5 separate regions of the Mus musculus genome follow, and all the other regions are linked to region 1. Evidence: chromatin contacts called from public HiCAR-type, capture Hi-C and promoter capture Hi-C data. All regions are on one chromosome and are shown on one strand. Each heading gives the region's core, a stretch centred on a gene start, on an enhancer-like site or on the middle of the called end of the contact. The rest is flanking DNA. Distances are from core to core; before and after follow the strand shown. Region 1 holds the start of Shc4 (SHC (Src homology 2 domain containing) family, member 4). Region 2 holds the start of Usp8 (ubiquitin specific peptidase 8). Region 3 holds the start of Hdc (histidine decarboxylase). Region 4 overlaps Hdc (histidine decarboxylase). Region 5 overlaps Atp8b4 (ATPase, class I, type 8B, member 4).

Region 1 (3,671 bases), core at 746-3,245:
TTTATAGCCTCTCTGTTTGGCCCTTGAAGAGCTTTGATGACCTCCCTTTCTTCCCTGTTCTAATTTGTTCAGTCCCTGGGGACTGTGCTAGCCGTCACCTCCACCTCTCCGTGCCCTCTCCAGGACAAACCCCAAGCTTCCCCGAAGACCCCACAGTGACTTTGATCTACTCTTGCGCCTGTCCTGAATCAACCTTTCTACCATAGATACACCTTCTCATAAATCTCAGAACCCAGCTACACCCGGCTCCCCTGTCCCAGAGTCCCTGAGTACTCTCACAGATGCATCAATTGCTGAACATTGAAATGTCGATTCCAAAATAAATAAATAAATAAATAAAACCACGTCAAATCCCTTTTATACCACGTCTCAGTTGCCATCTTATCTGTCTCTATGAGAAGCTATGTCTGAGCCAACAGCTGCCTATGGGTTAGCAATGGCTCACACCCTTGGAGCAAAGTGGATCTGACTCTGGCATGTGTCAGATCCCTGTAGGAAATCTCTAAGGCCAACTCTCCCTTCGGTTGATCCAGCGGTATGTCTTGTAATCTAGAGCCCAGCCAGGTTAAATCGAAGTCCCCGCAGAGAGCACAGCTGCCCTTCCTGTGAGTGCTCAGGGAGTAGGCCTTAAGGGACTTACCCGCACACAGTAGTTCAGACCGTTCCCCAACAGGTGCTGCAGAGGGGGCCCGTCCTGCTTGCTCCTGGGGCTTGGTTCTCCAGGGCCAGGCAGTGGGCAAGTATCAGGACGCAAAGAGGTGGGCCTGCGTCCCACCTGGTCCGGATCCGGTGCAGGTGCAGGTCCAGTCCTGTTTAGATTGGATTCTGGGGACGCTGGACGGCTTGGAGTCTGATCCTGGTTCTCTTGGAGCTTCAACCGGCTCACCTGTTTCGTACCCAAGCAGAAGGTTTTCAGACCCAGAAAAGTGATGGGGTTGGCCAGCTTCATGCTTGCCATACGGGGAATCAAGGTGCACAGCGCCGTGGGGCTCTCCTGGCTGGACACAGTGGCATCCTCAGTCGGCAGGTGAGGGGCCAGGGCTGGGTAGGGAGGCGGCGACGAGCCCTTGTTTCCAACGGAGCCTCCGGGGCTCCCTTCGTCCAAAGACGTGATGGACTCGTTCCGAAAGCGGCTGTACTTGGTCCTGTGAAGCATCCCCAGGTGCCCAAAGAGTCCTACATACAGCGTGAGTCCTGCCTGGCTGTCCTGGCTGCGTTCTCGCATAGCCTTAGCAGTGCTGAGACTGGGCACCGCAGCCTAAAGTGCCTCGCAGTCCGGTAGACCCACGCCACAGTCACCTCTCCTGCTCTGGCGGTCACCAGCCCGGGTCCGAGACTGCTCAAGGATGACAGTCCCGGAGGACGCCTCCCCAGCTCTGATTGCAGGCCGGCCCTTCCAGGCCCTGGCAGAGGCCCCCGGAGCGCGGGGGGTGGGGTGGGGTGGGAGCGGGGGTGTCTTCGCCCCGGAGTCCCGTCCCCCAGGCTGGGGCAGCGGGTGCCACCACGCCTCTAGTCTTAGCAGAAATATTTACCCCCTTTTCCTCTGCGCACAGGAACTTTCAAACCTGCTCCCCTCCAGCTCCCACGGGGCGGGGCAGGGACTAGCCCATTAACCCTTTATTTGTTCCCGTGACTGTTCATTTCAAAGGGAAAAATAAAAAAGCGCATAAGAGTCAAAGGCCCTTCTGTATGGGCTGGGGTTATGACGGCTGCCCTCTCTCGGAGGATCTTGGTTCTGGGCCACCAGCCAGGAGTCCTAGCGACGGGCGCTGGTCTGCATTGTTCCTCCAGCTTGAGGTCCGGGCATCCTCTGTGTGGCTCGGGTCCGATCCCGGCCGGCCCACCCCTTCTCAGGGCGCCCTTCCCTCCTGTACTCTCCTGCAGGCTTTTTTCAGGAGGAGCCTGTGCACAGCAAAAGGCTGAGTTGAGCAGACGATACCCAGGCTGTTGAAATTTTTATGAATGAACTTTGCCGAATGAATTTCCCTCGTTGTGTGAGAGCTAATAAATCTGTGAATGGAGCCGAGAATAGCTGTAATTGACTGACCCGTTTGGGGCGGCGCGGGGGTGGGGGTGTGGGGGGTGCGATTTGGTTTTCATCCAATCAGGCTGCAGCTTCATGAGTCATGCACCGTGAATATACTAACTAGTAGCCGGGAGAAACGAAGCCGGGCAGAGAAAAGGGAGGGTAATATCTGATGAATGGGTTAAAAGTAAAGGCAATCTTTGCTCCTGGATCGTCAGTATGCTGGGAATCAGAAGGTTAAAAATCGATTTCCTTTCTTGTTAAGATGGGGAGGGGCGAGAAAGGAGCTAGAAATTAGATATATTGTTCCATGGACATTAGGGCATATGTTACACAAACAACTCTTGTTCAAAGCCTAGATTCGTTTTTCTTAGAAACGTTTTTTTTTTTTTTAATTGATTGCCGCCCCATCTTCTGTCTGATACAATTTCCTGAGCCCATCAAAGGCCCCGGGAAGACAACCGTAAAGGCTGAGCCCACAGGAAGCCTGAGCCCCAGCTGGGCAGAGGAAATGCAGGTTCATTCAGGAGCTGAGAAGAGCGGACTGCTGAGACCTTGGGGTGGGGGTGGGGTGAGAGTCTCCGGGAGGAAGCAGCTGAGGTTGCGTTTCTCTGTGAGCCTTGGCTCCAGTACCTGAGACTATTCATGATTTCGAATACTAAGGCAGCAGCCAAGAGAATCTGGGAAGAAGGCCACCTCACCTTCTCATTGACCACGGGCTCTCGAGTGCTCAGGACTTAGCCTGAACTCCAGGGCCATCCAAACACAGGTTTGAATGAAACCAGTGCAGGTGACTAGGAGACAAAGGCGCCTCGCCGCCGCCAAGCTTTTGTGCTTAGGCTCAGAACGGCTTGTTAGTATCCTGCCTGACAACTTTGTGAGCTTTTTCTATCCACTGGGAAGGCCTTTTGTGGCGTCCTATACCTTCCTTTCTGACTTTCTTTTTGCACCTCCACATTTGGCAAACACGAAAGGAATGGCTAAATCAGAACTCATATACCCGGAACCTAGGGAGACAGGATCAGGGGAGTGGAAGGTGGGAGGAGGAGGGAGTAAGACTGAAAAAATCCGCTAGTACCTCTACTGCTACGCATGCTTCTCTTTCATCTCTGCCTTCTCCTCTGGGTCCCACCTTACCGTATGCCATGCCACAGTAACATCCCACTACCTTGAGAGAAGTTCCTGTGAGTGGTAATGGCCTTGTCTGTGAGTGGCAGCTAATGAATGACGTGTGGGAGCATATGAAATAGCTACAGTCCCTGTAAAACATCCCCACAATGCTCCGGGAGAGTACCTGCATCTCCGAAGCATCCTGGGCAGCATTTTTTAAAAGGTTGCTGGAGAGATGGCTCAGTAGTTAAAAACGTGTACTGCTCTTGCAGAGGACCTGAAAGGGTTTGTGTCAGGTAGCTCACAGTACCTCTGGCTCCTGAGGATCTGATCTCCTCTTCTGGACTCCATGGCCACCTGCAAACACACACACACACACACACACACACACACACACACACACACACACACACACACTTAAAAACGGCACACACCTATACTTTTAAAATAATAAGATAAATCGTTAAAATAAATAAGCAAATTAAAGGCCAATGGAACCAGGGTGTCTCCATTGAAGTAGTGTTCCCAACTGCTA
Region 2 (3,671 bases), core at 553-3,052, 980 kb after region 1:
AACTATAGGTATGGGTTGGAGAGATGGCTCAAGAGCTAAGAGCTCTTGCTGCTCTTCAAGGGGACAAAGGTTCAGCTCCCAGCACCCATGTTGGGTGGTTCACAACTAACATGGCCTCAGAAGGCATCACATGCATAAATACATAAAATTGTTTAAAAAACTGTAGGTGAATATTAAAAAGCAGTATTTGTTAAAAGCGTTTCTGGGACCTCATCTTCAGAGATTAAAAAAAAATATTGTTCTCTGGGAGGGGAAGCACATGGAGATCAAAAGACAACTCGTGTGTGTGTGTGTGTGTGTGTGTGTATACAACTCACGTGTGTGTGAGTATGTGTGTGTGTGGACAACTCACGTGTGTGAGTGAGTGTGCATGAGTGTGTGTGTGTGTGTGTGTGGACAACTCACATGTGTGTATACAACTCATGTGTGTGCGTGAGTGTGTGTGTGTGTGTGTGTTTTCCAGGAATCAAACTCAGATTGCCAAGTTTACCTGGTAAGGACTTCACGCATCTTGTTGGGCTCAGAGAAAATTTTCACTGATACACTCCAATGATGTCTCTCTTCCTTTCAGTCCTACCTCCTTCCAATTGTCAGAGCACCCCAAAATGTTCTCCATGTGTTTTATACTTATTCTCACATTCAGCTCTAAGTTTTTCTTTCCTTACTCAATTCCACAAAGCTGAGCAGAGAAAAAACATTTTCCTAAAATAATCCATCCTCAAAAAAACAATTTCTTCCTTAATTATGAGGGGGAAAAAAAAAACATTTGAGGCTTTTATCCAGTAGTTCCCAGCATTGCACGGTATCAAATCACACCAGTCTTTACTTGTCTAGGGAGAACAAATAGTATATAATTTAGTGTTGATTTTTTAAAGGAGAAATGCAAGATTTTGTTTGTTTGGTTGGTTTGGTTTTTCGAGACAGGGTTTCTCTGTGTAGCCCTGGCTGTCCTGGAACTCACTCTGTAGACCAGGCTGGCCTCGAACTCAGAAATCCGTCTGTCTCTGCCTCCCAAGTGCTGGGACTAAAGGCGTGTGCCACCACCGCCCAGCACAAGAATACCTTTGCATGTAGCTAATTGTAATGGAAACGAAACTAAGGTTTATTTTAAAGGTTGGTAGACTGGATGCTTACTACTCTTTAACGTTTAATGGCAGCCTATCTGCTAAGTATTTTCATTTTATATACTTAGTAGAGCTGTGCTTTTAGATTTGACATGCATTAAAAAGTTGGACTGTCCCAACGGATTTAGTGACCAGGGAAAACAACTCCACTCTTAAGCAATTTTTATGTCCACGAGTAGCCCATCTTTTCTCCACAAGACAACTCTCCAAAGAGTTCAAACCCCAGCTTTGTAAGACTGGTCCTTTTGGAAATGTTGACGGTGTTTGTGCAATGTGTTTTCCAAACACGTCTGTTCTTTAACCAGAGGCTTGGCTTTGGAGAATGTTTATTCCCAAGTTTTAGAAGGTATCAATCCTCTCCCCGTATTTTCCCCCTAATGTCCGATCTGACGGGAAAAATGCACTATTGAGAGGCGCCAAAATATCCTCGATTCCTCCGTGGACAGCTCCAAGTCACAATGTGACACAATCTGAACTGACTTCCACCCGGAAAAGAGACGCGCGAGGACACCGGAAGCGCAGCACGCGCGCTTCCGTCCCGCACCAGCTCAAACTGTCCTTCCGACGCATGCTCAGGCCGGTTCGGCGCTCACCCTTCCGGAGAGGGCCGCCCTGATGTCCCTCCCTACGGGACAGAAAGGCGGAGTTACAGGGTTCACTGGAAGCTCCGCCCTCGCCGTGACGTTTCGAGACGCGACCCGTCGCCACGCAATGCGAATCGGGAAGAGGGGATGAGCTGCGCTGCCGTGCGTCTGAGAGCGAAGGCTCGTTCTCCTTCTGGTGGTGGGCGATGGGCGTCAGGCGAGGAGGCCGGTGTTAGCGGAGCGCGGGCGCTGCGGTGAGTGCGGCCTGGCTCCGGCCCCGGTTCCTGGGGAAGGCGTCCTCCAGCTGCTGGTCATCCGGGAGACGAGCCCTGTCCGCGGAGGGGTGGGACAACCCCAGACAACTGGCTGGTCCAGGGAGGGCCCGACTCTTGGTCGCTCCCGTCCCCCTCCTACGGTGCCCAGCGAGTTTGATGTAGTTTGCCGGTCTCAGAGGGTGGCCTTGACCAGTTCTCCTTTCTGTTGGACACTAGACCCAACTTTGGACTCCTTCCTTTTGCTTCCTTTTTTCTCATTTTGTGCTACCTACAACCCCAGGCCTTAATACGACCATTTGTCATGTTTTCCCTATTCCCCTTTACCCGGGTCACGCATGTTTTCAGTGAAGTACAAAAATTGAGTTAAGTAAACTCACCACACTTAAAACTTCTTCAAAGAGGGCATTTTCTTTTCTTAAAAATGTTTCTTCGTTTGTAGACTTGTGGCACTGACAAGTTCCCTTCACATCTGATGTACCGAGAGAGTTGTCAACCCCAAATCACAATGATATTCCTTTACCCACAAAGCTGCAGACCCTGTTCCTATGTTTTGTTCTTGCTTTCTGCCTATGACCTTGAGTCAGTCATTCAAGAAATATTTACGTGACTCACAGAGGTGTTGCAGAATCTAAGGAGTTTCATATTTATTAAAAAGCTCTAGGGTTTCGGATCAAAACGATGCCTAGCTAAAGGGTGTAATTCTTGGTTGTTCCCCGCCACCACCCACAAGGTCTTACTATGTAAACAGGACTTGTCTCAAACTCACTGAAACCTTCCTCCCTTGGCTCCAGAGATGGATAAAACTGCATCAAGCACCACTCCTGGCAAGGGTATTCTTTTTAAATCTTAGAGTATTCTTAGTTGTGTATATTATCCTACTTCATTAAAAATTCCATGTGTTATTTTTTGGTTTTGGTGGCTTTATTCTCTTTCTTTTTTTCTTACTTTCTTTCTTTTTTTTCTCGAGACAGTTTGTCTGTGCAGCCATAGCTATTATGGAACTCACTCTAAACCACGATTGCCCTTGATCTCAAAGTTCTGCCTGCCTTTGCCTCCCGAGTGCTGCCCACCACTGCCAGGCTCGGTGTATTGTTGGTGGTGGTAGTTTTTGGTTTTTGTTTCTGTTTTAAAGATATCTGCTTTTTTTTTAGTATTTCACTCTTTCTGTTTAAGACTCCCTGGTGAAAGTCAATCATGTTGGATTTAGGTAGTTTCTCATCTATAGAGCACTGGCCTAATTAAGGTGCTGTTGGCTGTATGTATGCTTATTTAAGAATATGAATTAGTATATAACTTAATTATGCCACTGTATCACTGTTGATCCTAAAATGTATATTCCTGCTCTTTTGCCCAGATATTGGGCATTGCACGGATCTTGCAGTAGTAATGTAAGCCTGTGAGGAATGAATAATGAATAGCTTGTGACTTGTAGTTTTTGAGATAACAATGGATAAGATAAACTAACAAAAATATTTAAGGTTTTCTTTTTATTCTTTAACTTGTTGATTTATTTACTTGAGCCTTATTAATCATCCTGATCTTTTGTTGATAAGAATGGAACCGAATCCAGATGGCTTTGTAAACCAGTTGTAATGTAAAGCCAACACATCAAATTTTATTCATTATATACTTAGCATCCTGATTTTCTTTCTTTTTTTTTTTTTTTTTTTTTTTTTTTTGGTGGTTCT
Region 3 (3,671 bases), core at 813-3,312, 890 kb after region 1:
CCATTGTTCTCTTCTCAGAGACAGAACAGCTCTTAATTCTTTACCTTAAAGTCTCACGGTAGAGACTTGGTGGGTTTTGGTTTTTTGTTTTTGTTTTTGTTTTTGTTTTTTGTAGCCTAAAATTGTTAAACATTCACACACACACACACACACACACACACACACACACACACACACACACTGTTCTTTGTCAGCAGAGATGAAAGCTGCCACATCCAGTTCTCCTAAAAGGAGAAAACATCTTATGAGACCCATTAAATCAGCACTCGCTTGCCTTTATGGTACTTGGCAACATCTTCTTCTTCTTCTTCTTCTTCTTTTTTTTTTTTTTTTTTTTTTTTTTTTTTTTTTTTTTGGTTTTTTGAGACAGGGCTTCTCTGTATAGCCCTGGCTGTCCTGGCACTCACTTTGTAGACCAGGCTGGCCTCGAACTCAGAAATCCACCTGCTGGGATTAAAGGCGTCACCGTGCCCGGCTATTGGCAACATCTTCTGAGTGTGATGAAAAGTATAAGTTTACACACACACACACACACACACAAATTTCTGAGGTACGTGGGACATACTTAAAGTACAACTAAGAGCCCAACCAAGAGCTTGTGACCAACCTGGACCCCAAGAGACCTGAGCCCCACCGCTCCCTGCTGCTGGCACTCAGGGCTTGTCACACGGCTTCCACACTCAAATAGATGCACCAAAAGAATGAAGACTAGTCAGAAAGGGAAGCAGTCATGTGAAGCCACTGCAGGCCAGTTGTTCTTTGACCCTTCAGAGGGGCTCTCTCTCATGGCCTCCCACCCTCTAGATGTGCACCTACTATGAGCAACCAGAAACCCTTCCCATTCCCCTTCTCCCTGCAAAGGAGCAAAGGAGCAGAGAAGAAAAGGAGCCTGATTTATTCCCTCTACCTCAGCTTCTGCAAAGTCCCTACACACAGAACTGGGCCTAGACAAACTGAGGCACCAGAGAGCTTGACTCCTTCAGCCCACCACAGCCTTGGGCACCCAGCACTGAGTGGTGCCCAGTAGACATGAGAGAGCTGGCACTCATCCCCAGACAGTCTCATAGGAAAATGTGTCCCACTGCAGGATAGGAACCCACACTCTCAGCTAAGTGCACTGTTGAAAAGCCACATGATACGCTAATACGCGTCTGCCTACAAAGGTTGATAGGGGAGAAGAGAGAAAAGAGATTTAAAGCAGGATAGATATTAACTTACAGCCAAGAAGTTTCATACACTGTGGCCCCTCTAGTGGAGATGAGACTATTACAAAATTACAAAGACATTCAAAGTTCTCTGTTGTCACATAGGCTTCTAAAAGAACCTTTATTTTAAGTTGATGTGTATTTCAGTTAATGCGTACTAAACAGAAGAAGCAGAACCAAACTCATCATGTCACAAGTCACTTTGTTGGATGCATCCTCATCTTCCTACAAATCCCCTTTAAGCACTTCCCTACCTGTGGACAGCCAGGCCTGAAAACAGGGTACCTGGCTTTGCTTTCCCTGCAAGCTGGTATACAAGTGGGCACTTGGCGAACGTTTAAACATGAACACTAAAAGAATAAACTACTTTACACAGAGAAATGAATATTAAGAGAGTTTGGGCTATCAAATGCTTAAGTCTTTTTTTTTTTTTTCCTATTTCATAAGGCAATTGAGTGGATCACAAATACAGATAGTTTATTTTGTGGGCAGGTAGAAGGAAACAAAATGCAAGACACAGGCAGCAATCACAGAAGTAGGCACATGAGAGGCAGGGAATGAGGGACCTGTTAAAACTCTGATCTACATCCTGTTCAAGAATTCAGGAGAAACACCACTGAAGCCAAACCGGCTCTCCCAAGGCAACTCAAACACTCACCTGCCTCCAACAGCAGGGAAGACCCACCCTGTCACTCACCTCTAGCTCGGTAGTATTCACGGTATTCACGGTATTCACAGGGCTCCATCATCTCCCTTGGATTGCTCCTCCTGGCAGACAGACAGAGGAGGCTGGAAGGCAGCTGTCAACAGGGCTTCTTGGTCGCCTTTGTCTGTGCTGTGCACTCCCTGGCAGCCAGTGCATCTCTTATTTAAGGAGTTCCCTATTCCCCTCCTTTAGCCCCGCCCCCATAAAGTCCCTTCCTTCAGGCTTAATTTCAGCCTCTCTTGTCCCCGTCCTTTCTGATTTGAACTTTGATCAACAGAATCAGAGAACATGGTGTTTTTAGACCAGTTGGGGCACCTAGCCTCCCAAGCCTACAAGCAGCTCTGGATAGACAAGGTAAAAGAGCCCTCTATCATCCCTGCCCCTGCATTCAGACCATAGAGCCCCAGCCTTGAATAAAGCTCCTAGCTCAGAGGCCAGAAATAGGCCAAGGGCATTCACAATAAGTAGCACAGAGGGTGGAGTTGCTCCTGCCCTGGCTTCTCTATGAGGTGAGGGCAGAGCCGGCTCAGAGAAGCCCATAGCTAGCCAGGCTGAGCTCAGGACAGATCAACAACAGGATATGAAGGATTCTTTTTATCCATTACTACATAGCACTTGTTCTGGGTTCTTTGCCTCGACTACTGTTTAAGCTAACGGAGGAAAAACCTGTTCAGTGCCAATAAATCTGGAAGTCCCTTTAGTGGATGGACGCTTCTACAGCAAGCAGAGCTGGAGAACAGAGCGGAGCCTGGGTGCAGCAGAGTGCGGGACACACATTCGTAAGGGGGAAGAATTGCCACTTTGTCAGATGGAAATCTTTCTGGTGACAGCAGTTATCTGTACCCCTCCTCTTCCTGAGTCGAGTACTTTTCCTAATCAACGTTTCTTCCTGACCATCTCTTACGAAAGAACAGCTTTTGAGAACTCCTCCTACGTCCAGGGCTTCTCGAGATAACACAAAGGAAGCGTACTAGTGGGGGCGGGGATGGCAGTTTCTCCTGAAATCATATTCTGGGGTGGTGTGTTTGTCCTGAACCCCAACACTGCCACAAAACAACAAAAATCCTTCGGAGTTTTCCCGAATACCAAGAGCTTTTTGTTCTTTATATCGAGGTCCCTTTGTTCCTCAGAGGCTCTGGACTGCGGATGCCTGCACCCAAGAGCTTGAACACAATCTGAGAAAAACAGTGTCTAAAGCATTACCTGTACTTACACAACAGACTTCATGGGGGGTGGTCAGGGGGAAGAATGGGAGAAAGAGCTAAAGGTTAAACAAGGGTGGGGCTCAGTGGCAAACCGCTCACCTAGCACGCCCGCCCGAGGCCTTGCCTTTGGTCCCCAGTTCCCATCTCCCTTTTTTAAAAGTACCTCTGGAGCAGATTTGAAATGTTTGCAGGGCTACCTGAAGGATAAGCACCCAAAGAAGGCAGCTCCACACCCCAAGTGTCACCCTTCACCCAACTGTCATCACATCTGTCTCGATCAAAAGTAATCATGTTTGCTATAATTCTGTGAGCCACGCCAGCAAATTAATCAAACCCAAGAAAGATGTGGGAATCCACAAAGACATAGTAGCAAGCACAGGTAGCAAACTCCTTACTGGGAACCTGTGGCTGAAGTTGGAGCCGACTAAAGAGGCTGAACTCACAGTCTGGACTCTAACTCCACTCAGTGTCATAATTGGATTGATTGAATCAGAGGTCAGGTGGTATATGCCAGGGCTTGAATGGTATATAGGAGAAACTTCACACGTAAGAAAG
Region 4 (3,671 bases), core at 644-3,143, 870 kb after region 1:
CCTTTAATCCTAGCACTTGGGAGGCAGAGGCAGGCGGATTTCTGAGTTCGAGGCCAGCCTGGTCTACAGAGTGAGTTCCAGGACAGTCAGGGCTACACAGAGAAACCCTGTCTCGAAAAACCAAAAAAAAAAAAAAAAAAAAAACTGGAGTGATGGCTCAGCAACCACCATCTGACAGTTAAGAGCACCAACTGCTCTTCCAGAGGTCCTGAGTTCAATTCCCAGCAACCACATGGTGGCTCACAACCATTTGTAATTGAATCTGGTTCCTTCTTCTGGTGTGTCTAAGACAGCTACAGTGTACTCATATACATAAAATAAATAAATAAATCTTTTAAAAAATAAAGATTTCATAGCATATTGATCTTTTATAAAGTTTTTATGAACTTTTAAATTTTCCTGTGGTTCTCTTGAGTTTTACATTTACATAGAATGCTTGAATATAGGACAGGGCTGTGGCTCAACTGGCAATCCACTAGCCTACCTTGCACAAAATGCTGACTTCAATCAACAACTGAATAAAGTTAGACATGGGGAGGTTTCAGTAGGAGGATCAGAGGAAGTTCAAGGTTGCCAGGAATGATGATATTTAAGTCTTTAATGCCAGCACTCGAGAGGGGAGCCTTGAGCTCCAGACTAGCAAGAACAACAAATGAGACCTGGGGGCGTGGGGAGGGGGGAGTAAGTGACAGACACAGCACATGATAGGGCTAGAGATTCCAGTCTGAGACTCACATACACTCTCTGCTAAGTGAATTAATTTTTAAAGATTTATTTAATGTATGTGAGTGCTCTGACTGCATGTACACCTACATGCCAGAAGAGGGCATCAGATCCCATTACAGATGGTGGTGAGCCACCATGTGGTTGCTGGGAATTGAACTCAGGACCTCTGGAAGAGCAGTCAGTGCTCTTAACTGCTGAGTCATCTCTCCTGCCCCACTAAGTGATTTTTTTTTTATGGGCTGGAACTCCCACTTGATATTTCGTTTTAAAAGAAGACAGAGCTTCAGGTGTCTTCCTTGACCATGAAGAGGCGGTGCCATTTGAACCAACCTCTATCTGCTCCTCTATCTGCTCCACTCTCTCTCTCTCTCCAGTCAATTTCAAACTCTTACCACCGCCTCATGAACTTTTTCTTTTCTTTGAGAAAGGCTCTCTCTCATGGATCCTAGACTGGCTCAAAGTTACAATGTAGCCAAGGACGACCTGGTACCATTGATCCTTCTGCCTCCACCCCCCACTGTGGAACTACCTGCAAGCGCTGCCAGGAGAAGGTTAAGCAATACTAGGGGGTCAAACAGTGGCTTTGTGCATGGGGAGTAAACAGTGTACCAATGGAGCTACGTCCCCACTTGATCCCTAAGAAGTTCTTCATGTGCAAGTCCAGGCCTTGTCCGGGAAAAGCATACTAACTGTTCTCCTGGCCTTTATATGCCCATGCCCCATTTCTAACCTGGTTATGATTCTCCCCTATAACTCCTTTCCTCTGGGCCTGTTTTCACCACCTGCCCTGTCAAAATTCTCCATGTCTCACTCACATGCCCCACAATGTCCCCTCAGAGCCCACCTTTGTCAGCATCCTCACTTTTTAAAATCCAAGGGAGGGTGATTCTCCCAAGGCTTGGGCGGCAGAAAGTAGGTCTCCCAGTTAATAAGACATTCTCCTCCTGCCCTATTCTCTTCCCTCCCATGAGGCAAGCTGTGTATGAGACAGAGCAGAGGCCAGGGGAGAGGAGGACACAATTACAGGTAGTGTGTTCACTACAGACCTCACCTAGAAGGTGAAGAGCAGGTGTGGCTGTGTTGACACACCATTCACCAGGGAGCCATGACAGCCACTCCTTCTTAAAGACTCGGCCCTACTTTGACCATAGACCCTGCTCTTTGACCTACTTTCACTTTCTCTTTCCGTAAACTAGGCTTTTGAGTGCTCAGTTCTCAAAGACAACAACAGGAAAGGTGAGACTCTCAGGAAATCGGTGAAACAAGGGATGTCAGAACAGAGGAAGTTGCACTTAGTGGTGACTGTTTAGAAAATAAACAGTGTGAACTACAGATCACAGACAGTCCACTGGGACTACATGGAGATCAGCGCACCTCTACATAACCAACATTCAAGTCCCTCTGCGCACCCTACCACTGAGCCACAAACCAAGGATCCCCTGGGCAGATTTGTAAAACCGAGGCAAAGTCTTCCTTCCCATGGAAAATGCAAAGAATCATGGGCTTAGTCCCACGGCTCTCGCGCAACATACGTGTCTGACATGTGCTTGAAGATTCTTCACCCCGAAGGACCGAATCACAAACCACAGCTTAATGGAGCGAAAGCGCCGGCTCAAGGGGATCTGCCAATGCTAGAAACAAATAACACAGAGCTCATGGTTAGAAGCAACGTGCCCACTCCCTCGGGCACTCCTAGCATTCTGTGTTGCCTGCAGAGCACTCCTGGGATTTCCCTGGTGTCACCATGACTCCCAAAGCTGTTGCTAAGGAGCAAACCAAGACAAGCTTATCTGGGTAACACTAACAGTTCCAAGCCTGTGACCTGGAACCGAGCGTGACCTCTCGAAAACTGCTGTTTTAAGTATTTCATCCCAGCCTAGAAACTCCTAGAAGTTCCTTGAGTAGCAGAAATTAAAGTTCTATGTCTGTTCTTCTCAACATTAGTGTAGCTTTAGGATGGTGATTAAGAGCTTAAACCCTGGGGCCCCACAGACCTGGGTTTCCCTTTAGCTCTGCCCTGGCTCCTTACCCTGTGTGACTTTCACAGGGCCACCTCACGGGCACATCAATGGCATAGGACAAAAGGTGCTTTCCAGGAAAGTGGCTTGAGGACAGTGCAAAACCTCAGAGAAAGTTGTCCAGGCAGTGTAGGCTGTTTAGATGATAAACAGGTGAGCTAGGAATCACATGTGTGTGTCTGTCTGGCACCAAGATGGTCAGTCCTTACTTAATCTTGCTGCCACCTACTGGCTTTGGCTTTCACCTGTGAGATTCCTGTGGCCTCAGATGCTCCATCCAAGCTTTCCGACTGCACAGGAACCCCTGCCTCAGTCTGAACTGATCCCTGTCCTGGTACCAAATTCAACAGAGCTTAAAGTTCAAAGCTGCAGTTACCATAGATTCTGAAAATTCCCAATCCTAGTGCTCAGGTCTGAAAACAGAGCAAACGGTTTGCGGGACACTTGCAGTTGTTCTAACAAGCAATGTGACTTCTCCTAAGCTTTCCCCTCAAATGTCAGAAAACCTCTGCCACAATTTCTGCTCTCTAAAAATATCCATCTCGTTGACCATTCCTCTGCCTCTCTCCATGGAGTTGCCAAAACTTTACTGATGTCCCCATCTTTATGCTTCATTGTAGTCTCCCAGAGTAGACACGGCTGGCTTATTACTCCAGTATCAAGGACAGTATGTTTCCTTGCACTAAACTCTCAGGCATGATGGTGCATGCCTTTAATCCCAGCACTGGAGAGGCAGAAGCAGGCAGACCTGCTGAGTTCAAGGACAGCCTGGTCTATATGTGTAGTGGAGTTCCAACCAGGAGGGGGAGGGTGGAGGGGAGAGAGAGAGAGAGAGAGAGACTTTTGTCAGCCAGAAGAGGGCATCAAAACCTTAGGAAAGGACAGAACCTCTGCCGCAGCCTGCTTAGAGTCCCCTATAAAATGTCC
Region 5 (3,671 bases), core at 485-2,984, 710 kb after region 1:
TGCTGGTGTCTGAGCCGCTTAAAGCAGGAAAGGAGTCAAGAGGGTGAGAACGCGCGGATAAAACAGAAGGAAAACCAAAGAAAAGAAGAAATGAAAGTAAACAAGAGCAACATGGACGCAAGGCGAAGAGATGAGGAAGCGATGGAAGAGTAAAACACGAGAGAAAGCGGGGCCCACACAGCAATGGGAAAGAGTAAAACACGAGAGAGACAAGAGAAAGTGGGGCCCACTCAAAGAGCGCAGAGGGTGCTCTGGAAAATGACGCTTTAGAAAAGACTTCAACCCAGTTTTGGTTGTGAGCCTAGGCTTTAATGACTGAGCCATCTCCTAGACAGGAAGCCACCAAAATGAACTCTTGCAAGTGGATGGTGACATTGAAGCATAACTCTCCACAGCTGACGGCTGGCGTGAGTGCGGCCGGGAAGGGCTCAGTCCTATTTGAGAGGCAGGTGTCACAGTTTGACCATGCTCCAGTGAGTTCACAGATAACGCAAATTGGGCTTAAGGGGGTTCTATTCATTTTTATTTTTACTTTTTTTATTTTACCTCCCTGAAGGGAGATCATAAGGGTGGAAGGACTGAGAAATGAGTTTGATCAGTGTGCGTGATGTGAAATTTCCAGGGAATCAATAGAAATGTTATATTGGGAAAACAAAACAAAACAAAAAAAGAGCAGTGGTGACCAGTGCTATAAAACCAAGTTTTGAAGGTAATATGTCCCAGTTAGACTCCAAAAAATACTAAAATAAGATCCAAAATTCTGCTACATTTTACTGAATAAAACATCTAAAGATGTCAAAAGGGGGAGGAAGAAAATACATCACAGTTCACTTTTAGAATTCTGGCTGGTTTTGTTTTTTTCTCAAATTAAAATTCTTATTTAAAAATAAATGTAATTCTGGAGGATTCATCTAAAAAGAACTGACCTAAGTTTCAGCAACTTATGAAACTTTAGCCTAACAAACCTCTACGTGTATCTGAAAGGTTGACAGTCCAAGTCTCTAAAATCTTTTATTTAGAAAGACATTATAATGGCTTTATCTTCAAGTCTTAGATTTTAAGTTCAAAATCAACCCACTCAGTTAATTGTCTGGGTTGTTTAAATTATCAAAAACGGGGGGCGGGGGGGACAATGAGAGTTGTTTAAATGAAGGCTCCATGATAGCTCCCAGAGGAACAAACGCCCCTGCATCCTGGTGACTCTCTCAGCTCTGAAGGAATCACCACAGAAGCCAGTCAAGGCAGAAACTGCTTTGTGAGCCCCTCGGTGTGTTCCATGCAAACCCCCTCAGAGAATATGTCCATCTGGGGCCCACTCTTACACTAACGCTCACCTAATCCTGACCCAAAAAAAAAAAAAGAATCTGTGCTGGGGGGTAGATTCGCCTTGATCTCCGGTCATATGTTCCAGTTTCACCATGTCCTGGCAGACGGCATGCTAGCGGTAAAGGTGAATGCCCTTTGGAGCTACGGCTATCATCTTAAGGATAGAAAGATAACTTTAAACACAAGCTAAAATTCCTTATTGTAATAATGCATAATTAGAACTCTTTATGGTGCATGGATAAAGATGCCTGTTGGTATCTGGTGTAGCTTTTCCTCAGAGCTCTGTGTAGATGGTAATGCAATGTCACTGTTCAATATTGAATCTGGCTGTGTTTAATGCTTCCTCTGCAGTAAACCAGGGGCAGAGCCACCTCAACCTCAGACAAGCGACTAAGGTTCCACTGCCACCTAGTGGCTAAGGTCTCTTAACCAGCACTCACCCAACTTAGACTGGAACACGGGAGTACCTTAACCCTCCTGTCTAACTTTCCCTACTCTGTCTCCCTGGAAACCTACCCTCCTACCTCTTCCTAAACCCTCTCATGTCACCTTTGATATCGCTGACCATTCCTCTCCTCACTCACACCCTCTTCTCTTCCCTACTGCTAACATCTTCCTTGGAGGCTTTTTTTAGTTATCATTAAAGAGTGTGTGTGGGAGAACAAGATTGATGGTGTCCATCCAGCAGAGTAAGTTGTGAAAGGCATCTAGCACACAGTTAGAGTTAGACTTTCTAAGGCACTCTGCAATAATCCTGAAAGGGAACGGGCAAAGAATTATAGCAATAGCCTTGCTAGTCCTTGGTCAAGCTTTTGTCAGAGGTGGTGGGCTAGTAGTGTGAGCAAACTACCGAGAGGCCATAGCAGAGACATACAACAGGGAGAGAAAGTGTGATTGTCCAGATGCCTAGCTGGACCAGGCCAACGCCACCTTCCATTATCCCCTAGTCTTTTCTTTTATCAGTTATTGGTGGAAGGATTCAGCTATGACTCCACATAGGAAGCAGCATGCAGCATGCTCCAACACAAACACCTTTCCCCCAGCCTTCCTGGGCAAGAGAAAAACCCGAGCAGATACCCAGTGGAAGCTTAAAGGCAGTATTCCCATCCGAAGAAACTTGAGAATAATCTACTGGATATCTTTGAGGCCTCAGAGCCAAATACATTGTCTCCAGGGTTCATTGGGTGTAAATGTTCGTTAAGTTAAAGAAGAAAAGAAAACACTGAGGAATAGTATCAATCCACAGCCATGAAATTTCTTAAGAACTTATAAAAAACACTCTCATAACTTAATCAATTCATTGCCTATGCAAATCTGTGAGGGAAAAGGGAAAGGGACTCCCCTATATCCAGCAGAGGCCATCAGAGGTCATGGTGAGTGTCAACAACCCACTTGAAGAGCCTGAGACTAGAGTGTTGGCATCATCCTTGAAAATGCTCCAGGATTAAGTTGTGGGACTAGAAAAATGCCACCGCCCTGATCAAGACTAGTACTCTGCTGTGGTGGCCCCTGGGTTCTAGGATGACATCTGTGAGAAACAGAAATGTTTCTCAGACATGCTTTGCTCGGTATGTCTGTTTTGTCTGCTGCTGTTCAGAACATCCAGGTGTGTGAGTGCTGGGATACCAGAGCCATAACAGAGGGAAAGATGCATTTGTGGGGCGATTGTGAGCATCGCTTTGGGAGCTCCCAGGACTTTCTAGACTGCAGAGCTCTTCGTCTTGGCTGTCATGCACATTATCCTTACTCTCAGAACAACATACCAATTCTAAAAACTAGTGTATCATGGGTCAAAGCTCACAATGAAGTCATAAGTGAAAGGGGGTGTGATTACAGATAACATACTAACTCAAACTTTAAAATTTCAGACCAAGCAAGGGTATGTTGAAAAATCATTCACTAAGCACTGGTTATATCATTTTGTTTTGCTTGGCTTTTGTGATCAAATTTTTCAATTAAAAAAATGATTGAAAATAAAACAAGAGTCTAAGAACAGTGCCTAGGAATTCTGGCATTGCAACCATGAGGACCTGAGTTCAGATCTCTAGCAGCCATGAATCCAGGTCGGACCAAGTACCCTGTAGTCCCAATGCTGCAGACCACTGAGACGTGCACACCAGCAGCCTCGCTGAACGACGGCAGGCTCGGGTCCAGTGAAAGACCGTGTCTCAAGGGAAGAAAGAGAAGAATAGAAGAGGACACTTGGTGTCTCCTCCGTGTCTCCAGCGCATCCACCAGCATAGCCAAGCACACCTGCATTCATATGTGTGCACACACACATGCATACACACACACACACACAGGAAAAAAAAACTTGTTTATAAAAGAATGAGAAAAGGGTGGTT

What was found. Promoter capture Hi-C pulls out the DNA fragments that hold promoters and counts their contacts. HiCAR-type assays count read pairs that join an accessible place to other places. Capture Hi-C pulls out chosen DNA fragments and counts their contacts.
Region 2: a contact with region 1 is called in a HiCAR-type map of astrocytes, with 3 times the contacts expected there. The contact joins the promoter of Usp8 here to the promoter of Shc4 in region 1. A contact is called at or near these places in 5 of 39 promoter capture datasets (the 3T3-L1 cell line, hippocampal neurons, pre-B cells and 1 more) and 1 of 115 datasets of contacts at active chromatin or transcription factors (astrocytes).
Region 3: a capture Hi-C map of embryonic stem cells shows a contact between it and region 1, with 2.7 times the contacts expected there. The contact joins the promoter of Hdc here to the promoter of Shc4 in region 1. A contact is called at or near these places in 1 of 115 datasets of contacts at active chromatin or transcription factors (embryonic stem cells) and 1 of 9 other capture datasets (embryonic stem cells).
Region 4: a contact with region 1 is called in a promoter capture Hi-C map of hematopoietic stem and progenitor cells, with 2.5 times the contacts expected there. The contact joins the enhancer-like site here to the promoter of Shc4 in region 1. A contact is called at or near these places in 9 of 39 promoter capture datasets (the 3T3-L1 cell line, the C10 cell line, embryonic stem cells and 4 more).
Region 5: a contact with region 1 is called in a promoter capture Hi-C map of liver, with 3 times the contacts expected there. The contact joins the enhancer-like site here to the promoter of Shc4 in region 1. A contact is called at or near these places in 14 of 39 promoter capture datasets (the 3T3-L1 cell line, 3T3-L1-derived adipocytes, the C10 cell line and 10 more), 6 of 115 datasets of contacts at active chromatin or transcription factors (astrocytes, craniofacial prominence, embryonic forebrain and 3 more) and 1 of 9 other capture datasets (embryonic stem cells).

The regions. Positions count from the first base shown.
Region 1 is chr2:125,722,153-125,725,823 of GRCm38.p6, forward strand. It overlaps Shc4 (SHC (Src homology 2 domain containing) family, member 4), which reads right to left and starts at 1,996. Exons shown (of 12, transcript NM_199022.2): 1 at 641-1,996. The coding sequence starts at 1,225.
Region 2 is chr2:126,705,526-126,709,196 of GRCm38.p6, forward strand. It overlaps Usp8 (ubiquitin specific peptidase 8), which reads left to right and starts at 1,803. Exons shown (of 19, transcript NM_019729.3): 1 at 1,803-1,962. It also overlaps the pseudogene Gm10774.
Region 3 is chr2:126,616,616-126,620,286 of GRCm38.p6, forward strand. Hdc (histidine decarboxylase) reads right to left here and starts at 2,063. Exons shown (of 12, transcript NM_008230.6): 1 at 1,903-2,063. The coding sequence starts at 1,954.
Region 4 is chr2:126,595,613-126,599,283 of GRCm38.p6, forward strand. Hdc (histidine decarboxylase) reads right to left here. Exons shown (of 12, transcript NM_008230.6): 10 at 2,259-2,357. Among named protein-coding and RNA genes, the nearest start is that of Hdc, 21 kb to the right of the region's middle. Within about 2 kb of position 1,894, at least 88 of the 459 cell types and tissues checked have an H3K27ac peak or open chromatin away from gene starts, as enhancers often do. A contact at or near this core is called in hematopoietic stem and progenitor cells and pre-B cells, where this site is marked.
Region 5 is chr2:126,427,732-126,431,402 of GRCm38.p6, forward strand. All of the region lies in intron 7 of Atp8b4 (ATPase, class I, type 8B, member 4), which reads right to left. Among named protein-coding and RNA genes, the nearest start is that of Atp8b4, 62 kb to the right of the region's middle. Within about 2 kb of position 1,735, at least 18 of the 459 cell types and tissues checked have an H3K27ac peak or open chromatin away from gene starts, as enhancers often do.